Regions from separate parts of the Mus musculus genome. Here region 1 is linked to region 2. A link is a contact called in public Hi-C data. All regions are on one chromosome and are shown on one strand. Each heading gives the region's core, a stretch centred on a gene start, on an enhancer-like site or on the middle of the called end of the contact. The rest is flanking DNA. Distances are from core to core; before and after follow the strand shown.

Region 1 (6,430 bases), core at 1,109-3,608, 62 kb before region 2:
AAAGGGTGTGGAATTCAGAGGGGGGCGGGGCGGGGGAAGAAGCAGAGTTGCAGGTAAGATATGAGGAAGTCTTGAGTGCTCAGAAAAAGGACTCTGAGCTAGAAGTGACCCTGAGGCTGTGTCCCCCATGGACAGTACAGGCTTAGAGAGGACTAGGCCTCCCCACAGAGGTGAGCAGAAGGCTCGAACCAATTGGAAGGAGATCTCTGTGATGGGGAGACTCTGACAATGAAATAGCTTGCTTTTTCAACTTTTTTTTCTCTGCCCCACCTTTTGAGACAGTCTCACCTTGTAGCCCAGGTTGACCCCCAATTAGAGGTAAGTGTCCCGCCTTACTGAACCTCCCAGGTTCTGAGATTACAGGTGTGAGCCACTACCCCTGCCCCATCATGATTTATCTGTTCTTTTCTTCCTTGGTCTCTCGCACATCCCAAGCTGGCCTTTAATTCTTTAGGTAGCTGAGGTTGGTTCTGAACATTTAATCCTTGTGCTTTCATTCTCCTGAATGCTGGGTTGCAGAGCTGTGCAGCCAATCTACCTGGGTGTACCCTGTATGTGGTATAGGGGATCAAACCCATGGCTTTATGCATGCCAGGTAAGCGCTCTAACAAATAAGTTACACAGTCCTAATTTAGTTCTTTTGTTTCTTTTGTTTTGTTTTCAAAACAGGGTTTCTTTGTATAACAAGAACTGGCTGTCTTGGGACTCAATTTGTAGACCAGTCTGGCTGCTGCCTCCCAACTGCCAGGAATAAAGGCACTGACACAGTGCCCACCTTCCCTAATTTAATTTCCTAAGGCATCACACTACTTTTGAAGTATATTTACACACAACAAAATGTACAAATCATAACTGTTCTATTCCATGAGTTCTGACAGCTACAGACACTTCCCTGACCTAAACCTTTAGCGAAATATAGCACTTTTTTTTTTTTTCCCCTGAGACAGGGTTTCTCTGTGTAGCCCTGGCTGTCCTGGAACTCACTCTGTAGACCAGGCTGGCCTCGAACTCAGAAATCCGCCTGCCTCTGCCTCCCAAGTGCTGGGATGAAAGGTGTGAGCCACCCCTGTCCGGCGATATAGCACTTTTTAATCGGTACAGGACAATTTCCCCATCGGCCAATCCACCTTCAACTGCTAGTCAAATATTTTGACCTTTTTTTTTTTTTTTTTTTTTTTTTTTTTTTGGTTTTTCGAGACAGGGTTTCTCTGTATAGCCCTGGCTGTCCTGGAACTCACTTTGTAGACCAGGCTGGCCTCGAACTCAGAGATCCACCTGCCTCTGCCTCCCGAGTGCTGGGATTAAAGGCATGCGCCACCACGCCCGGCTTATATTTTGACTTTTATCACGATTGGATTAACTAGTATCTGAAAGCTACCGTGTGAGGTGCCAGACTTTTATTCTGTTTTATCATAAAAGTTTCTCTCAGGAACAGAGATAGTTCCATTTTGCAGACTAAAACGTTCAGAGCAGGTAGGTAAGGTGCCTCGGGTCATCGGCTACCAACCAGTTAGCCAAGGAGCTGTGTTAGAAGGCCAGGTTGTTAATCCAGGCCCATAGTACACTGAAGAGTGCACAAACCTCTGCATAAGACCCATTATAGCTTCGAATTCAATAGGTGGGGAGCAGTGCCATTTACGAGTTCCAGAGTCCAGAATCCTCCTGTAGGCTGTGTGCACACGCTATCTAAGCAATGGCTCGTTCTCACTCCACTCCCTGGAGGATGGCGGGAGGGGGCTGCGAGCAGCCTCCAATCCACAGAGCTGGCTCAGCAAGGTCGCCTCCTTAGAAGCCGCTCTCTGTCGCTGCACACGTCCCGCCCCGATGCCGGCCGGTGCAGCACGCCCCACCTAGGGTCTCGGGTTCCTCATCCTGTGGGGTGAGGGCTCCGTGTTCGCCACACTCGCCTCTGAGCATCCTTCCCTACTGCCCCCTTTCCCAACGCTGACTCAGCCCCACGCCCTCTCCGCAGCACTGCCGCAGCTGCCATGGCAACCGTGAGCCACCGCCTCTTCGCGCCGGCCGCGAACTAACGGACTCCGGGCGGGCGGCGGCTAACGGCGCCCCGCCTCGCCCCTCCCCGTTCCTTGACAGCCCTGACCTGCAGGATCTAAGTGGTGAGCCCGAGGGGCCGGGCTTGACAGGGAGAGCCGGGTTGCGGAGCCCAGGCGGGCAGCCCCAGTCCGCAAGACCTCGGCCGCCGGCAACAGGCCGCTCCCCCGGAGGAGAAGCGGGAGAGCCACGCAGAATGTAGCACCAGTCGCAGGGTATCATGGGTCTTGTAGTTCGGTGGCTCATCAGGCTCGCCGCCTTGGCTGGGTGATTCGGGCCGAGAACTACAAAGCCCAGCGGTCCGGAGCGCGGCGACAGACTGATAAATTGGGAGCTACTCAGATGGTGTTAAAGTGACTCTTTGTCTGCAGGGGGCTCCGGGGTGGTCGCTGGATTGGGCGCTGTGCGTCGGGCGGGGGTAGCGCAGGTGAGCCTCATTGCTGCGCTCCAGCCCCGCAGCCTCTGCACTCGCGGCCCCGCTCCATCGCCACCGCGCGGGGCCTGGGCCTCCTAGGGTGCTGCCTCTTGGTGCAGAACCGTATGTATGGCGCAAGGTCGATGCGAGACCCGACAAAGCCTTCACTAAAAGGCCTTTGCCTTTCCCTGTGAATCTCTAGGTATTTCTGCTTATTTTTCAAGTACCTCAGAGCTTTTGGCATATAAAATCCATTCATTAGCGTGTGTTCAGAGGACAGTAATATTTAAAAGGACAAGTGTGAAAGCTGATGAAGGATATTACTGTTATTTGGTGATGTCTGAATACATATACATATATATATGTTGCATGTTAGCTATTGAGGTTGAATGTCATGGAGTAATTAATGCCCCCTTCCGGCTCCACTCTTCACTTACTACCTAAATGTTGCCCACACATATTTTGGTTCTTTGAAGACTAGTTAAACTTTCAATGGCTAGTTAATTTTTGCCTTTTTCTGGAGAGTGTCTTTAGCATTTGTTTCTTTTTTCCCCAAGCACTTCCTAGAACGCACACACGAAGCTGATGGGTCTGGAGTATTTTGGGGAGGTCATAAATAACGAACTTGGTTTTATTGACTGATGAGATTTCTTAGTGGGTTTTGATGTGCTGCGATCTCACACACTTGTCTATTTCATTAAGCTTTGTTTGGTCTTTCACTCCCTTGGAAGTTTCTGTTGCTAGCTCTCCTTCATTTCTGACTTTCTCCTCTAGCCAACTTTACTAGAAATGTATTTTATTGAACTTTCTGAACAATCTCCTTTTGACTACACTGAAGTGTTCTGTATTCTGTTTCTATTTTTTAAAAATACCTGATTGATTTATGCACATTTTTCTTTGTTTTAGAGACCAGGCTTCACTGTGTAGTTTTGGCTAGCTAGAACTCACTGTGTAAACCAGGCTGTCCTGGAGCTCACCTGTCTGTCTCAGGATGCTGATATTAAGCATGGCTCAGGATGATTTCCTCTTTTTATTATGTGTAGTGAGAATTTTGGTGTTTTTTTTAAACATGGAATTTACATAGAAATATAAAAATTGTTTTTGTTTTAATCCCAGGTTTGGGATATTGGGCTGCTTCAGATTGTCCACAGCGGTTGACTGCGATTTGCCTCATGCTGTACAAGGGATGTGATTTTTGCCAACAGCCAGATAGTTTCCGTGACTGTGTGATGTTTGGAATTCTGGGGACTTTTCAGAGGGCATATAAATGCTAAGACTCCAAGAGGTGGGGTTGGTTCTTGATCACCACTTGTTAAGTAATTGTTCCTACGTAAAGAAGAAACAACAACAAGAAATTAGATATCCTGATGGCAAAGATGGAACTTGCCCCAAGAAACTTGACACCCCTAATCAGTAGGAAGTAGTCCTGGTGAGGCCCTTCGACCCCAGCCACTGGCTTGCTTACTCTGTACCACACGTATGAGGTTTGGTAGCCTGAAGCCAGCAGACTGTACGAGCATACCTTGCTTCTCAACTATAGTTCTCTGTACCTCTAGATGGTTTTATAATTTCAGGAATGTCTTTATATTTCATAAAGAAAACTCCCAGAGATGGAAGAGCTGACCAATCACGCAGACCCAAACTCAACCATCCACTTTTCGTGCTTCTCCAGGTCTGCTGCTGAGACAGACTTGGCGATTTTCTTAAGAGCCAACTCCAAGTCCCCTCAGGTGACAGGCATCTGTCCTTGGAGTTCCTCCTTGGACAGGGCCTGGATCTCTTCTGGTCTTAATCCATTGATGTGATGTCTCATTCTGTATCTCTGGAGTCACAGGCAGAGACGTCAGCAGCCATTCCTGCACCTCTTCTCACCACTTCCATTACTACAGAGTTACCACAGACATTCTATCACAAAGTTACCACAGACATTGGGAGGACTGGGTTCTGTGTGATTTCGAGATGCCACTTAGAATTCTCTCCTTCAGTTACATCCTGACGTTTCAGAAGAGGTTCAAAACCTATGCAGGAGCTGGAGAGAGAGTTCAGTTGGAATAGTGCTGGGTATGGAAGCCTGAAGACCAGGGGTTCAATTCCCATTTCTCCCCCCACCCTCCCAAATGCTGGGTATACTGGCATATGCTTGTCATCCTAGCTCTGGGGAGGTGAAAACAGAAATCCCTTGGGGGCCTGGTGGTCAGCTAGCCTAGCCTACTTGGCAAGCATAAGGACATTGAGAGACCTTGTCTCCAAAACCAGGGTGAGGTCAAGGATGGTGGTACACACATTTAGTCCAGTATCCAGAAGGTAGAAGCAGGGCGACTTCTATGAGTTTTGCAAATGTGTGACACTTGGAATTCTGGATAATCTTCAGAGGCTGTGGTGGTTTGAATAAACTTGTCCCACGGGAAAAGGCACTGTTAGGAGGTGTGGCCTTGTTGGAGTGGGAGTGGCCTTGTTAGAGGAAGCCTGTCACTGTGTAGGCAGGCATCAAGGTCCTATGTTTAGGCTCCACCCAGAGCAGAAGAGCCCTTCTTCCTAGTTGCCCATGAAACAGTCTCTGGTTGCCTTCAGAACAAGATGTAGAACTCTCAGTTCCTCCTGCACCATGCCAGCCTGGACACTGCCATGCTTCCCATCATGATGACAATGGACTGAACCTCTGAACCTGTAAGCCTGCCCCAATGAAATGTTGTCCTTATAAGAGTTGCCATGGTCATGGTGTCTCTTCACAGCAACGACACCATAACTATGACAGAGGGCATATAAATGCCAGGGCCCTGAGAGGCAGGGTTGTTGTTGCTTGTTAGTTGGTTGCAGTATGTTAAGTAGTCGTGAGAAAGGAAGGAACAAGATGACCATAGATGTCCTGATGTCGAAGATCAAACTTGCCTCAAGGAACTCAACGCCCCTCATCACCAGGAAGTAGTCTAATGATAGCATTGCCCCCTTCCCCCCTCTATTCTTTTTTCTTACCTATCCAGTGTTAGGGTGGTAAAAGGATAGAAGAAAGGGCGTGGAGAAGGGTGGAAGAAAGAAAAACCTACAAAATAGCCAAAGTCTGGCTACAATTATGTTTTTCCTTTCTGCCTCTTTGGGGTATAATCCCTCCGGCCCTCAAACGGGAGGTTCAAGCAGGCACCCACAAACTGCGACCCAGCAGGCTATTCCTGAATGACCCATGGCCAAGGGATGATCTGCTTTCTTCTAATAGTTGAAGAAAAAAGGTATTTGATAACTGATAAAAACGAAAGGAGATTCTGACTTTGGTGACTGCACATGAGTTGTGTTGGGATGCAGCCACGCCCAGTTGTCTATGTACTTGCTTGTAGCTGCCTTTCTCTGGACTGGTAGGTGTGTCAAGAGATGGAGTGACATTTGCACAGGCTTTACGAAGTGCTTGATAACACTGTCACCCGAGTCTCAGTGCCATACATGACACCTACATTATTACTGTTATCAGTGCATACTCATGTCAAAACAAGAAAAGGTGGAGAAATGCATTAGGAATTTTAACTAGGGCGCAGAGTGAGTCAGAGGATGAAGGCAGTGTGCTCACGCAGTACACAGGTCTGTGCTGAAGAGCCCGTACACACCTCTGTCAGCAGAGGAAGCACCCAACATCACATACCCAAGGTGGATAAGAAAGCAAATGCCAGAAGAACTGGACAGACTTCAGCGGGCCATCGTCCTGGAGGAGATTCTGTTCACAGAACTAAAAGATGGAAATGCGGTCAGTTTCCGAATGGCTCGTTTCTTAGCCAAGCAAGGAAATGATTGACCAGCGGGAAGCTGGATTGCAGCAGGCGCAGAATTGTGTCTGGAGAAAATAAATTTGTTTAAAATTATTAGCCTTTTGGCACGAACAGTGGCTCAAAGCGTTGAGGGCACCATTAATCAATTAAAAACCAAAGCAAATGATTTTGAGTGGTTTTCCTTGGCTCTCGAGATGGCAGCTGTTAGCAA
Region 2 (6,976 bases), core at 3,798-6,297:
TTTATTTAATTTTTGGGTCACTTGCTTTTGATATTATTTCTTAATGTGGAAACTGAGTATTTAAAATATTAGATCTGTATGGTGATATGTTTTTACACATTTACTTAGTAGTAATTTGAATTTTTACCAGTTTATTTTTTTTTGAAAAATGTAGTTTTGATGATAATTCTCATTTCAGGTGCCTTATTAATAAAAGCTTATTAAGAGGATGCTTTGAGATCTTTTCTGCTCTGCTTTTCCCAAACCTTAAGAAAACTAAAAACAGAACTAAAACCTGGATATTGACTTAAAACTAGCGGTAACGCTAATGGTATGGGATTGGTATGTTGCCACCGCAAATGGAGGTTGATGCAGGGACGTGTGCCCTGAATGGCAGAGGGAGAAGAAAGCTAGCTCACTCTTCTTTCCAGCTCCCCCTGCTCTCCCCTCTCCTTGCTCTTCCTGCACTGTGATCTCCCCCCTCCCTCTCCTGCTCTCTGCTTCCTCATTCCAGCTCTCTGCTCCCTGCTCCTCCTCCCCCCACTTGACACTCCCTGCTTTCTGCCCCCACCCCTGTGCACTCTCCCACACACCATCCTTGCCCTCTGGAGGGACCCCAGCTTAAGTTTTTAGCATTCCTTCCCTCACCTCTACAGATCTGTTCTAAAATTGGTATTATTGGGGACTGGTGAGATGGCTCAGTGGGTAAGAGCACCCGACTGCTCTTCCTAAGGTCTGACGTTCAAATCCCAGCAACCACATGGTGGCTCACAACCACCCGTAATAAGATCTGATGCCCTCTTCAGGTGCGTCTGAAGACAGCTACAGTGTACTTACATATAATTAATAAAAAACAAAAAACAAAACCTATTAAAAAAATTGATATTATTAGTAGTCTTAGTAGTATTTTGAGACAGAGTCTTACCTTGTAGCCCCTGGCTTGCCTGGAAATAAATATGTAATCAGGCTGAAGTCACAGAGAGCAGCCTGCCTCTGCCTCCCCAGTTAAAGGTGTGATCCTCTGTGAATTGTGGAAGTTGTTCTTCGTGCTGTGGCCAGCCTTTATTTGAATGTATTTCACCCCAGGAACAGGTTCATACATAGCACACAGTCTACTGGTTTCTCAGGGTTCTGTAAATACCAAAACAACACGATGATATTAAATATATAGAGCCTAGCAGGTTCCTCTGTCCACCCCCTGAGAACCTTTATGAAAATACAAGTGTTCACGCACACCACCCTCCCTCGGTAAGCGACTCTGTGGACACCGTGTCCCACTGGTGGGACCCCTGCACGACAGAATGGCTAGTGGATGTGCCTCTAAAATTTTGCTTCTAGTGTTTGCCATCCAGTATTTGAAGCTAACCTAAATAAAAAGATGTTTCTAAGTTGTATCTGCTCAATGTGTTTCTCTCTCATTTCATTCTCGAACCTTGCTGTGTTGGTATAAGTTGTGATGTTATACTACATTTCCAGAGAGTTGACTGTCGGTGGCTTCTCATGTGTGCTTCTTGCTCCCAGAGGAACAACAGACCCCTCACTAGCTGCCATAAACCTTTTCATACTTTTCTCATGAAATCACATCTTGTCAAGTTGGTATTTTGTTTTCTGTGCGATTTACTAATAGTTTTAAGGTTGATGTGGTAATGTGTGTGGTTCTCCACTGAACTATTTTAATAAATATTTATGTAGCACTGTTACATAGTGGACATTCCAAATGGTGAATTTTCCATATTATGAGTCTTATTTTATGACACTTCCAAAAACCATTTCTTGGATTATCAGACTTTATTTTTTAGAGAACTTTAAGGAAAACATGCACAGAAATGGTTCTTAAGGTTCCCATACTCCCTGTACTGCCAGTACAGCAGCCTCTCCTGTGTTAGCATATTGCCTTGGCAAGTGCTACTGTCTGAAAGTCCATTGCTTGCAGCGGGCCCCAGTCTGGGTAGTGTTGTAGATTTTGATAAGAGCATAATGTGTGTACCTACCAGAAATTTCATGGGCAATCATTTCACTGCCCTGAAAATCCTGAGGGCCACCTGGGGCTGCTCACTTTCCTGTCACCTCCCAGGCCCTCCCCTCACCTGCTGGGCCCTCCCCCCACCTCCCAGGCCCTCCCTCCACCTCCGAGGCCCTGCCCCCACCTCCTGGGCCCTCCCACCAAACTCTTCTGTCCCTGTAGCTTTGCCTTCCAGGTCTCCAGTCTAGTTGGAGCCTTTCAGACTGCGGGGAATCCTCCACGAGGCAATTACACCGCTCACTTTTCTCTGTGTATGCCTTTGGCTCCATCAAACGCTATTCCACTGTATGGATACCCCACCACATTTTGTTTATTCACTACCTTCTGAAAGGTGTCTCGGCTGCTACCGAGCTTCGGCAATTACAGCAACTACGAATACAGTGGCTGTAAACCATGCTTGCATGTTTCCAACGTTCCTGCACGGTTTCTGGGTATGCATTAAGTTCTTCAACTCCTTCAGAGTAAGTACCTCCAATTATGGTCCCTGGAGCATGGTAGGATTGTTTTTACATTCATAAGAAACTACAATGCTGTCTTCCTACCTGGCCAAGGGCATCTTGCAATTGCACTAGCTGGGACTATGTATTCCCCTTGCCCCGAACCCTTGCCAGTGTTTGGTGGGGGTAGTTGTGCGGGTCTCGCCATTTTGGTAAGTGTGTAATTGCTGTTTTAATTTGCTTGTCCCTAATGACCGCTGATACTGGGCATCTTTCCATATACTCATTAATCTTTAAACTTCCTTATGTGCACGAGCATTTTCCAAGCATTTACGTATGTGTGTTGCATGCATACAGTACCTGAGGAGGTCTGAAGAGGGAGTGTGATCCCCTGGAAACCGAGTTACAAATGGTTGTGAGCCATCACGTGGGTGCTGGGAACTGAAAACTGGGACCTCTGGAAGAACAGCAAGGGCTCTTAGCTGCTAAGCCATCATAATTTCTAATGAGATGTGACTGGAGCCCCGCTGTATGACACCCTTCCTCTGGGTTCTAAGTGAGGGGTTTAATTTCTCCTTTTCCCTGTGGAGCAGAATTATGGACACCAGCCACTTTGTTGGCATTTGTTTTTCAAATATTCCTACCAATATGTACGACTTTAATGGCCTTTCTTCTTTTTCCAGTCTGCAGTTACCTGGTGAAACGATTGCTAGGCTGTGAGAATCATCTGGGGTGGAGATGGGGGACTGAGTTCGAGCTATCTGGGGACAGGGAGGGTTGAGGTTCGGTGTGTGAATTGTATGCGGTCATTTCTCGGGTTTCTCTGTGATTCTGCCTGTCGGTTAGTGTTAATCGTCATTCTGACAGGCTCTACAGTCACCTAGGAGACAAGCTTCTGGCTCACCCGTCATGAAGTATCTAGATTAATGTTAGCGCCTGAGAATGTCTGAGAAGTCGTCTTCATTATGTCAATTGATGTGGGAAGATATATCTTAACTGTGGACTGGACCAGTCCCTGTGCAGAGATGCGGGACTGTGTTAAAGTGAGTGGGACACTAGCACGCATGCGTCCCTCCATGCTTCCTGACTATGGATACCACGTGACCAGCCACGTGACCAGATGCTTTGAAGCCCCCGACTACTATGACTGCCCTACCACGATGGACTGACTTTTAAGTTGTAGGCTGGAATAAACCGTTCTCCCTTATGTGGCTCTTGGCAGAGTTTTCTTATTAAAACCACAAAAGAGAAACTAAGGCACGTAAATCCCAGAAGTGCTCTGGGAGACCAGGCGTGAAGCTGAGATTTGCACACAGCTACATTGCCACCCAGCTGGGCCATTGTTATTTGCAGCTTGGAAGGAGCCTGGAAACAGTTCTGTGGCCCCACTTTTCTCACTTCCTGTGACTGCAAGTGCGGTTTTACCCTCCTGAAGTGTAGATGAGAAAAGACACGGGTAAAAGTGGCACCAAACTAGAAGAGGGCAGGATGGGCCAAGTTCTCTCCCTCTGTCCACCAGTCCTTTCTGCTTTGTTGAGGGCCCAGGATCAGTGCAGCTTGAAGTTGTGGCTTGGACCGGGCAGAGCAGAGTTCATTGCTGGGCATCCCCCCACTCCCGAGAAACTGAGAATGCTGTGAGTGTTGCAGGGTCCTTCTGCCCCCCCCCCCATCTTCTACCTCCTTCCTAACAAACAGAGGAATGGGGTTTCCCTGTCCCACCTGGCTGGTTCTCCTTCTGCCCCACAAACCGGTGGGAAAGGAAGCAATTTTTGTCCCCTGTATGGCCTCTTTCCTAACCTTACCTCTCCCAACTCGCCATTACCCAGAGCTGAAAATCAGGAGTCAATGATGTTTGTCCAAACAGCTGTCTTTGAGGTGAAGAGTTGACTGGCGATTTTCAATGATCTTCTTATCTAGGAACCAAACACATGTGCGTATCTCACTGCGCAGCGAAAGCAAGTCAGCAAGTCAGAGAGGAAAATGTTTATTATATGCACAGCCTGAGTATTCCTTATTCAACATGCTGGCGACCGGAAGTGCTTAAGAGTCTGGCCACTTTGGGACTTGGGAATAGTTGTATATATCTTGAGTCTAGGACCAAAGTCTATGTTTTGTATGTCTGTTATAAATGTTATAGATGAAAGTAATCTTACACAGTGTATTTACTAGACCTTTGTTTTGACTGTGCTCTGTCAGTAGGCTGGGGGTAGTGGTCTCTAGTTGCCGGATTCGGGGTGCGGAGCTGATTAATTCAAGTTGTCAATAGTTAAGAAATACAAGACACTGGCCTGCAAGAACTGAAGATAACATTTGCGGTGCCAAGTATAATTGAGATACATTTATTGTCTTTGGACTCCTACTCGGCCTTCTGCAGGAGAGGAGGCAGGCTGTAGAGTGACCTGGTTTATGCAGGATCATAATCTAGCCCAGCACCGGTTAGACCCCAGATTACTCCGAGCAAAGCTAAGCATACACAAAAGTTACTCGCCAGATTTGCTCTGCCTTCTGAGGTTTTTAACCACTCACCTTCCCTTCCGGGCAGGGCATGTTTACCAGGACATTTTTAGAGAGTGTCATAGCACATCCTGTTGCTTTTTATGTTAGCGATGGGGGTGGGCAGTCAGGCGCTCCAGTGTCATGAGATGTAAACCCTGCTGCCGCTGCCCCTGCTGTAGAGGGCGTGTGCACAGGTCTTGTTTTTCAGCGCAAGGCTTTCTGGGATGAACTAAGCATCCTGAACGCTTCAGAGAAATGCATCTAGAGCCTCCCATAAGTGGTCCAGCTCTCCAAGAGTTGCACGCTCGGGGTCTCAGCCCCATTCTCCTGGCTGCATGTATGTCTGTCCTCAGCTACTGGGCACCATTGAGGTTCTACTCCACAGCCCAGTTTCACGCCGACTACTCCAGATGTCTTTTAGTTAGCACTTCTTCAGTAATTTCTTAAACAAATCACTAACCACAATATGACTTCCCTTCCATAATATAAATCTCGGACAGCAGTGCTTGCGATTAATATGCAGTTAGGGGCGGCTGAACTATCATGACCCATCTGAGGTTGGTTAGCTACCGCAGGCTATTTTTCAAGCATTTTGAAATCTATTTTGTAACACTCCTTAGACACACTTTGCAAACACATTCCCTCGAGTGTTTAAACCCTCGCGCATCTTAAGGGAAATATAACCCATATGTTTCCCATTCATTTTGCATTTAACTCATCAAAGTTGTTTTTTAAGAGCGGTTTGTTTTCTACGAAGTCGTAAGAACCCTCTCATGAAGTCTGTTAGCCTTTAAAAGCCTTCCCCCCAATCTTAACTTATTCTCCCTGGATAGATGTGGATAACGTATTTTAGCTTGGTTTAAGCTAACAGAGCTTGAAGTCTAAGCTAGCTCCGGATTGAGGATAATAAATTAGTCTGATTTCACGGTGAGAATTGGCTTCCCTCTCTGATTTTCCAAGCAGATACCAGCAAAGGACTTGCAAAATGTGCCTTTGAAGGGGAGCGGTCACTGCCTCTCACACTCAGTGGAGGCAGCCTATTCACACATGTACCCTAAACTAGTTACCCGTCATGCACACTGGAGTTATATTCTTCATCATGCATTCAGGTATACCAGAAAAGACGCTCATTTTAATTCAGCAGGCAGGGGCTGGAGCCACAGCACAGTTGGTATAGCGCTTGCCTGCCACGTGTGAAGCTCTGATTGAATTCTGTAGTACTACAAGAAAAACAGGCCTATGATCCCAGGGCTCAGAAGGTAGAGGAGGCAGGAGGATCATCCTGAGCTACAAACAAGTTTGCGGCCAGGGTGCCTGAGACCCTGCCTTGTAAAGAAATGAGAAATGATTTCTGATGGGTTCGCTTAGTTTTCCCTGAGTAGGTTGTGTCCCCCCTTATCCAAAGGTGATGCAGACTGTGGAGTTCTTTGGAGTTCTTTGCATTTGGGGGGCGTTTACACAGATTTTACCGATTGAGCACACCCAGTCGAAAACTCTTGAAATCCAAAGTGGTCCACAATCTAGAGAGAGCATCAAGTCTATTCTCCAGAGCTTTAGATTGGTGACTTTCAGATTGCAATTCTCAACTTTCCCCGAAACTTTTTATAAGCTATAACTCTCAACCAAATCAATAATTTATTGTGAAGTCACAATAATTGTTCTCATCTGTATTTCAGAAATAGTCTCCACTGGAGATTTAAGTTCAGCAGGTTCCCCCATTGCCTAGCAGTGGGGTTTTGAGACCAGCTTTCTGTTTAGCTCTGATTAAACCAGTTAATGGTACGGTGTAAGTAAGGTCATTGCAGCGGAGGGCCAAGGAAGCCTGCCTGCCGACAGCTGATTGGACACTGTCATAAGCCACAGGGGCTTGGGAAAGAGCTGCAGCATCCATCGTAGCAACAGAAAGGGGCTTGCTGGAGCATCTAGACACAGCTCAGAAAGGAGCCTGAGAACAACAGAGAGCTGCACTATTTCCATACAGTTCCTGGGAGGGAAGCATGCAGTGTGCATCTGCCAACCACAGGATGCACCCCAGAACCCC

Evidence for each region. A called contact is a pair of places that touch in the nucleus more often than the background predicts.
Region 1: a contact with region 2 is called in a Hi-C map of natural killer cells, with 1.6 times the contacts expected there. The contact joins the promoter of Katnal1 here to the enhancer-like site in region 2. A contact is called at or near these places in 1 of 484 Hi-C or Micro-C datasets (natural killer cells), 2 of 115 datasets of contacts at active chromatin or transcription factors (the SCID.adh cell line and embryonic stem cells) and 3 of 9 other capture datasets (adipose tissue, liver and pancreatic islet).

The regions. Positions count from the first base shown.
Region 1 is chr5:148,924,575-148,931,004 of GRCm38.p6, reverse strand. Katnal1 (katanin p60 subunit A-like 1) reads left to right here and starts at 2,358. Exons shown (of 11, transcript NM_153572.2): 1 at 2,358-2,479. It overlaps Gm36446 (a long non-coding RNA gene), which reads right to left and starts at 2,193. Exons shown (of 2, transcript XR_377236.1): 1 at 2,102-2,193; 2 at 1,383-1,872.
Region 2 is chr5:148,864,817-148,871,792 of GRCm38.p6, reverse strand. Katnal1 (katanin p60 subunit A-like 1) reads left to right here. Exons shown (of 11, transcript NM_153572.2): 11 at 1-209. Among named protein-coding and RNA genes, the nearest start is that of Gm36405, 59 kb to the right of the region's middle. Within about 2 kb of position 5,047, at least 64 of the 459 cell types and tissues checked have an H3K27ac peak or open chromatin away from gene starts, as enhancers often do. A contact at or near this core is called in natural killer cells, where this site is marked.